2 separate regions of the Lactuca sativa genome follow, and region 1 is linked to region 2. A link is a contact called in public Hi-C data. All regions are on one chromosome and are shown on one strand. The core of a region is the stretch at or near the end of the contact, and the rest is flanking DNA. Distances in the headings are between cores, read along the strand shown. Region 1 holds the start of LOC111893729 (transcription termination factor MTERF2, chloroplastic). Region 2 holds the start of LOC111893728.

The links. Hi-C and Micro-C count contacts between places; a contact is called where the count stands out from the background.
Region 1: a Hi-C map of seed shows a contact between it and region 2, with 4 times the contacts expected there. The contact joins the promoter of LOC111893729 here to the promoter of LOC111893728 in region 2. A contact is called at or near these places in 2 of 4 Hi-C or Micro-C datasets (leaf and seed).

What each region holds. Positions count from the first base shown.
Region 1 is chr1:185,523,194-185,527,433 of Lsat_Salinas_v11, reverse strand. It overlaps LOC111893729 (transcription termination factor MTERF2, chloroplastic), which reads left to right and starts at 2,690. Exons shown (of 6, transcript XM_023889795.3): 1 at 2,690-3,473; 2 at 3,838-4,240. The coding sequence starts at 2,776.
Region 2 is chr1:185,360,463-185,364,734 of Lsat_Salinas_v11, reverse strand. It overlaps LOC111893728, which reads left to right and starts at 2,477. Exons shown (of 7, transcript XM_023889794.3): 1 at 2,477-2,634; 2 at 3,384-3,743; 3 at 3,819-4,046; 4 at 4,146-4,272. The coding sequence starts at 3,400.

The DNA.
Region 1 (4,240 bases), core at 1,441-3,940, 160 kb before region 2:
TGTTTATTACTTTGATCACTATGATGCGTGACTTGTGATACTAAACATGACGTCCTCTACCCCCGAACATTTCCGCCGTTCCGATTTTGGGGTGTGACAGTTTCAGACAACTTGTTCTATTCTATTCAGTCTTACCAAACACTATACAGATTATTTGTCCTGTCCTGTCCATTCCTGTTCAGTCCAATCCAGTCCAATTCTGTTCTATCCAGTTCTTCTGCCAGACGATACCTAACCGACAAAGAAAATGGGTTCCTACCCAGTCGCCACGCCGTGGCAACCTAAGGCTACGCCGTAGGGACTGGTCTGGACAACTTAATCCATTAAGCCATTTTCCTACAACTCCAAGAGCTCCAAATCTCAGATCTAGTCCTTACCATGGTCTTGATGGATAAAGTTTCCAACTTTATCTATGAAGACACATCAATAAGTCAAGATCCCAAACCCTAATTCCTTAAAGGTGACTGGATGAATAAAGACACTCATTAAGCACCCTATCTCTAGAGTTACTCACCCAAAGTTTCTAGAAGGGGGTTTCTTACACCTAATAAGCCATAAAATCGTAGCTTTATGGACATGCATGTCCCTTCCATTTTAGGTCAAAAACATGGCAATAACGAAAGCTTGAGCATAGGACCACAAACTCCATAGATCCTTAGATCTGGAACATATGACACTAGAATGACCACATAGATCCATAAAGTTGTCAACTTTATGAGATCTAACCTTCCAAAAAAAAGGGCTAGATCTAAAGACAAGTATCATAAATATTAGATCTTGAAAGGTTAGCAATGGAGGCTAGGGTTTTCTCTTAGAGGCTGAAGGAGAATGATTCAAGCTGAGGGTGGGCAACCCTAGCCATCACATTCCCCTAAATAGGGGCTCAAACCCCGGATTACAGTTTGCCATTAAACAGAGGCCGCGTCGTGGGACTCCATCACCACACCGTAGCCACCGGAAATCCAACATCCAAAGTATTAAATCAATTAAAAGAAACATACCCAAAATTTGGCGTTACAAATGATCCCTTCTTCTTTAAGTCACCAAGACACCACTAAAAGTTTAAGAACTTGTAAATGGGGATAAAGTTTCGTTTGAATGGAGTGGAGGCTGACGAGTATACCATAGGACATGAGTTAAGATCCTTAAATATGGAGAGAAACCTAAAATTTGTGGGCTTGGGCTGCAACCCTCCTCACGACGTGACCATCCTCTTGTCACTTCGTGACAAGCCCTCATGGATACACATTTCATTTTTAACTTGTCACGTCATGACACCCGATTTTACCCAAAAACTTTGCCTTTGAATCCTTGATGCCCTAAACCGATTTGTTCTGGAAACTAGGTGTTACACTTTTTGTCCACATTTGACCATTTAACTTGTTTTTTTTGTTCACATTCAGTCCTTATAACTGGCTACTCCAGGTTAAGCTGGAAAAATGACTTAATAGGGTAATATATTTTTCAGTTTGTACACATTTAGTCCTTATGACCAATTTCTTCAGATTTTGTTCATGACATCCTATATAGGACAATTATTAATGAGGTGTTCTCATACATGACTCGTCCTTCACTTATATCAGCAACCTAATTCACGAATCGGTCAAAAATAACAGTGCACTATTTTCTCCAAGCAGAAGATGTCTTCGACTTTGGTTTCATCTATCTCCATAGCGGACAACAAGATTTTTTGTGATTCTTTCCTCCTGACTCGAAATTGCACTTCTAAGACAAAAGAATTAAGGAAGATGCTAAACGAATTTGCATTTCCAAGATAAAAGAACACCTTGATAAAAAGTTTCATCTATCTCAATAGCAGACAACGAGATTTTTGTGATTGCTTACTCCCAACTTGAATTTACATTTTCAAGACAAAAAAATCTTGTTGTCTGCTATAGAGATAGATGAAACCGAATACGAACACATATTTTGTTTGGAGAAAAATAAGACATCAACATTATTTGACCGATTAATGAATTAGGTTACTGATATAAGTGAATGACAAGCCACATATGAAAACACATCATTAATGATTATCCAATGTAGAATGTCATGAACAAAATCTGAAGAAACTGATCATAAAAACTAAGTATGTACAAAAACATTAAAGACTTACATACTGATATTTGGAGTAGTTTTTTGTTCCAAATCAAAAAGTTAAAGACTAAGAGGGTGTTTGGGATTGCTTTTGAAAAGGATTTTTGGCTTTTTGGAAAAGCTAAAAGTAAAAAAGATGTTTGGTAATTTAAGAAGTCATTTTTAGATCAACTTTTTGTGACTTTTGGCAGGAACAAAAATGGGCTATTTCAAAAGTCATAAATTAGTGACTTTTTGTGACTTTTAGGATTTTAGCCTTTAACTTTTCAAAAGATAAACCAAACACATTTTAAAATCATCTTTTGTAAAAAACCAAAAGCCAAAAAGATCTTTTGTATAAAAAGATTTTTTAGCCTAAAAAGCAACCCCAAACACCCCTTAAATATATACAAACATTAAAGACTTATGTGGATAAAACACAAGTTAAAAGGTTAAATGTAAAAATAATCAATAATTAAATATATACAAATCCAAAAGTATATTAATTAACTTTTTAAGTCATTTTCTTTTAAGAAAATAAACTATTCTTCCATGTAAAACAAATAAACTAAAAAAAAAAATAAAAAAAAATATAAAGACACTTTTTTAAGATGCTCCGTTCCAGACCTCCTCTACCCCGGTGATCAGTGTCGTTATGAACTCCGAAGAAAATTAGAGACGAAATGTGTCTTATCCAAAATGATCTCTTCCCAACAAAGTTATCCCCTCCACCAGGTCGCCACCCTTCGCTTCCCCATTTCCGCCACCATCGCCTCCCTCGCCTTCACCCGCCACCACTTGCCACCCATATCCGCCTCCTCTCTCCACCATCCCCACTCCCAACAGGAAATTACTCCAAATTCTAACCCCACAATCACTTCAACCAACCAAGATAAAATTCTCCGAACACACAACGCAAAATCCACCTCCCTCCTCTTGTCAACAAACAAAACTTCTTCCAAATCCCCAAATCCAAGTGGGTATGACTATGATGAAATGTCGAAGCTTCTGGAGTTGTCAATGGCTAAAAAAAGGACCCCTCAATTTCCAGGCTCAATCTACGTCCAATCTCCGGAAGACGTCGATGTAAACTCTTCTTTGCCTGAAATCAAAGAAGTGTTTAATGGAGAAAACGATGATTACGATTATGAAGTGATTTTGAGGGCACTTGAGATTAGGAGGGAAGTGACGTTAGAAATTTTCAAGGAAGCTATGAGAAAAGGGAAATTTGGGATCACTTATTCTACGAATTTGGCTTCAAGATTGTTCCCTGAGTTCATTGACTACGTTATGATCCAAGCCGCCTCAATGAAACAGTTGCCTGAATACGCTAATTCGTCTTTTAATGTTCGTGCCAAAGCTTGCTTAGAGACCTCCAATGTCGTCCCTCTAATAAGGTAAAGCATTAAAACAACAAGTATTTGAATATTCTATGACATAGCCATCAATTATATACAAAATTCAATGCTCAAGCTCTATGTTTAGGGTCTTCCAATCTGCCATATTAATATTAGTCTTTGGTTGCCTTTTAACAAGTAGGATGATTAGTTTTGTGTGGGTATATAATTCCCTCTTTAACAAATTAACAGTAATAGCAACTTGATGTTCCTAAAGTACCCTACTTCATTTGGGTGTTTAGGATCTTTGCAATTTGCATCATCATACAAGTCCCATATCATGTAAAGATAGACCAATGTAATTCCAAATTGAAAAACTGAAAAAGCTTACACCTTTAGTGTTCTTTACTCTTTACTCTTGTAGGTGGCTAAAACATAATGGATTATCATATCCCCAAATCGGGAAGCTAATGTGCAGTGCAAGAGGAAATATAGACTCAATTAGGAGTACATCCGAGTGGCTTAAGTCAATTCATGTGGATGGGAGATTTATTGGGGTTGCATTACTTAGAGCAGGAAAGAATATATTGGAGAGGGAGATTGAAGAGTTGGATGAGATAGTTTGTTACTTGGAAATGAATGGAGTTAGAAGGGAGTGGATGGGTTATGTGATTAGTAGGTGTCCAGAACTTTTGTCTTTTAGCATGGAAGAACTCAAGATCCGAAAAGATTTTTATTTTGATATGGGTATGAATGAGAGAGATTTCGGGACAATGGTTTTTGATTTCCCCAAAGTTCTTGGATTCTATTCTCTTGAGGAAATGAAC
Region 2 (4,272 bases), core at 1,228-3,727:
TTATAATTTAGAAGTTGTCAAATACATTAGTAAGTTTTTCATTTTTACAAATAAATAAAACTTTTATGTAAATAAACATAAGGTGTTATTTTTATAAAATATATTTGAGTTTTTTCTCTAAGTATCAAAATTGTTTTATATAAAAGTTTTATCATATAACCTAAAATGATAAATTCAACTATATAACACCAAAGTATGATTCAACATTGATCACAAACATTCTTTAGGAACTGTATATGAATTTGCTCTTACATCTTATTGATAACCATGACAATTTTATAAAACATAAAATTTCCATAAAAATCAATATCATAAAACATCAAAAAGTTTTAAAAGAAAAAAAAAACAAAACCATAAAAATTCAAGCCTAATAACACACTTCTAATAAAAATAATACTTAGGTGTTGACAACTGTATCGTCGTCACCCTGAGATGACTTGGTTTTCAGCTGCAACAGTATGCAAATCACACCTGAAAAAATTAAATTTGAAAGCATTAATAAGTTTAAAATAAACAACTAAGTAACTACACATATAGTGATAAATAGAAAAAAAAAACAGCGTTTGGTGTTCTTTTGTAAAACAAATAACAAATGATCTTTACCCGACATTAACATGAATTTCATCATCTTCCTCATCACGAAGCCTATAACATCTATTTCAGCTTTGAACTTTGACACGAGGTTTCTTGAGTGCTGGTGGCAATGTTGTTGGTTTTGTTGAATCTGATGTATCAGCCATTTCCACAACTTCATCATCCAACTTTTCATTTTCAGAACTTATTGGTTATTTAATGTATCATGTAACAAATAACACAATAATTTGATTATATTGTTTTCGACATGTACTTTTTTTTGCAACATAACATTTTTGTAAAGGAAACATATTACCAAAAGAACTTAAGTGCCCCGTCGCTTTGCGCGGGTATATATATATATATATATATATATATATATATATATATATATATATATATATATATATATATATATATATATATATATATATATATATATATATATATATATATATATATATATATACACACTCAAAAACAAAAATATAATATCCGTTTTATCCATTTTGTTTTGTGATAATTAAAAATTTTAATGACTTCCAAAAAGTAAGATTCAAATTACTCTTTAAGCGGACTCTACAAAGATCTTACGTGGAATGCTGTCCTACATGGCAAGTGATTATTGGCTAGACACTCGTGTTAATCCGTGTCAAATTGTCAATCTATGAATTGTTTGGTTTCAGAATTTACAAAAAGCCCCTTTCTGTTAAGTCAAAATTCAGAACCACCCCAGCTGGTAACACGAATTTTCATTATAACACAAACTTTACAACCTTGTCAAAGTTCATCCAAAATCTTTTGTATTGAGTAGTCATATGTGTTTTCTCCACGTCGTGCATGAGTGTTCATACTAATAAATAGACAAAACCTATTTATTTTATGCTTCAAAGGTATGCACTCTCAATCACATATGGTAAAAAGGACGGATTTTAATCAGGAGCCCATTAACCCGTCTCATTATTAATATCGAAGACAAATCATAATATTCATAGAACAAACATATATTATATTTAAGTTTAATTTTTATGTATTCTTTGTAGATTTTCACTTTCTTATCACCAACACAATTAATTATATATGAGCCTATGTGGTATTATTATTATTATTATTATTATTATTATTATTATTATTATATGAATGACTAATATATATATGTCTTTTTAAATCCTACTACTAGTCTACTACAATGGTTTTTTTGTTCGAGACTTGAATCTCAACTCATTAAGAAAGAGACTTATTTTCAAACACTTTGATACAAACCTAGTTTTTAAGCAAAACAATCTTGATTGTCATTATCAACCAATGCACATATAACTATTTGTGTATTCTTCTATTTCCAAAAAAATTATATGTGTATTCTAATTGATTACTGATAGATTATTGTATGTCAAATAAATTAATCATCTTCTATAAAAACGATTGAATATGTACACATAATTATCCCTAAACAATAATAAATAAAAATGCATATTCCATAAAAAAGTGACATCCAATGAGAGATCTAAATCGAGTATGTGTAACTTTTTAGGATTAATTTGAAGTGTGTAAATATGTATGTAAATCTATAACAAACTATAGGATGTATTAGTACCTATAAAATTTAGAAGAAATTTTCAATTAGTTAATATATATACAACTTTATTCTACCTTTATCACTTTGAATTGTTTTGGGTCTACCTATAATTGCATTTAGGAAAAAAACTTCTGTTAATTATTATTCATGCGTTAAATTTATTTCATTTCGTTTTTTTCTTTGTAATTAGTGGATTTAGAGTCTATGTTTAGATACACCAAGATGAGTCAAAAACATAATCGAGGTTCATTGTTACTATTTAAGAGTTGTAGGGACTATTTCGAAATATGGGATGAAGATAAAGGGTTCTTTCTATAAAATTTCCTTTTATATGTTCCGTTGTACAGAAGATCTTTTCTAACCGGGGACGTTTACGCGTTATCTCTCCGTTCATGTTAACAATCTCCATCCCCATTTCTCCGATATAAAACCCTAGGACACTAACTCTCCACCCATTAGATCAAATCTCTACCAAATCATACGCTGTAAGTACTTGATCTATCTTATTAATCTGGTTATGTCTATTTTCATCCAAAATTGAATTGTTTTTCTCGAAAAAGTCGATGTAGAAAGTTTCAAATAAGCTGCTATATGACTCGATCTGTACTGATTTTTTAACTGGTGGTGGTATTGTTGTGTTTTCATGCCGATGCTTGAGTTTTATGTTTAGATTGGTTGTGGATCTGTTGATGTGTGTGCATGATTATTTAGATCGGTTGGTCAACGACGCTCAAACTGATTTCCGTCTCTAGTTATGTCCTTCATTGTATCTCATTTCTCAATGATTTAATTTCTAATAGAATGAGAAGATTAAGAGGTTGCATTACTTGAAAGTCAATGAATTGAATTTTTTTTATTTGCTACTTTATGGTGATCTGGAGTAATTGAAATGAAAATGATTTATTATTTTAGGAAAATTTAGATGTTAATCAAAGTTCTGCAATGCTGATACCTGATAAAGCCCAGCATGTAGTGCAATGAGTTATCGTTTTACTTGTATACATTGTGTGTTTTAATCTATTAGAACATTGTCAACTGAAAGAATTTTTTTTATCAATACCTTGGATACGTGCTGGAATTGCTGATCTTGTTTTGTTTTGTTAAAATTGTCTCCAATATTCATGTATGTTTGATTGTTTGTGTTGTGTCACATGTTCGGCATGCAGTTGATGAATGAATCTTTGCTCACTTACAATGTAATCTAATGGTTGGTTTTACATAAATGACTTAACAGCAGGTTGGGTGTCACTATGGGAGGCGGTTTTAGAGTGTTACATCTGGTTAGACCATTTCTTGCATTCTTGCCAGAAGTCCAAAGCGCAGATAGGAAAGTTCCCTTCAGAGAGAAAGTCATATACACTGTGATCTCTCTTTTCATCTTCCTGGTGTGCAGTCAGCTTCCTCTGTATGGCATCCATTCAACAACTGGTGCAGACCCTTTTTACTGGATGCGTGTTATTCTGGCTTCCAACCGTGGGACTGTGATGGAGTTGGGTATCACTCCCATTGTGACTTCTGGACTTGTCATGCAGCTATTGGCTGGGTCAAAGATTATCGAAGTGGACAACAATGTTCGTGAGGATCGTGCACTATTGTGAGTCTGATAATAGTTAAAATTTATTATTTCATATCTCATGATATATTTAATTGGAACTTGTGATATTTGTAGGAATGGTGCTCAGAAGTTGCTGGGAATCTTGATTGCGGTTGGTGAGGCTGTGGCTTATGTTCTATCAGGAATGTATGGCAGTGTTGGTCAACTTGGTGTTGGGAATGCTATTCTGATCATTGTTCAGCTATGTTTTGCTGGGATCATTGTCATATGTTTAGATGAACTCCTCCAGAAAGGATATGGCCTTGGTTCTGGAATTTCATTGTTCATAGCCACTAATATCTGGTAAGCTTGCTTAGGCTGTGTTGTTTTGTGAATTAAATTGTTGTTTGGGATTACTGAGTTTGTTAAAAGATGGATGGAAATTTTGATAACATGATGCAGTGAAAGTATCATCTGGAAAGCATTTAGCCCAACAACCATAAACAGTGGACGTGGTGCTGAATTTGAGGGTGCAGTTATTGCACTATTCCATCTTTTGATTACTCGGTCAGATAAAGTTCGGGCACTC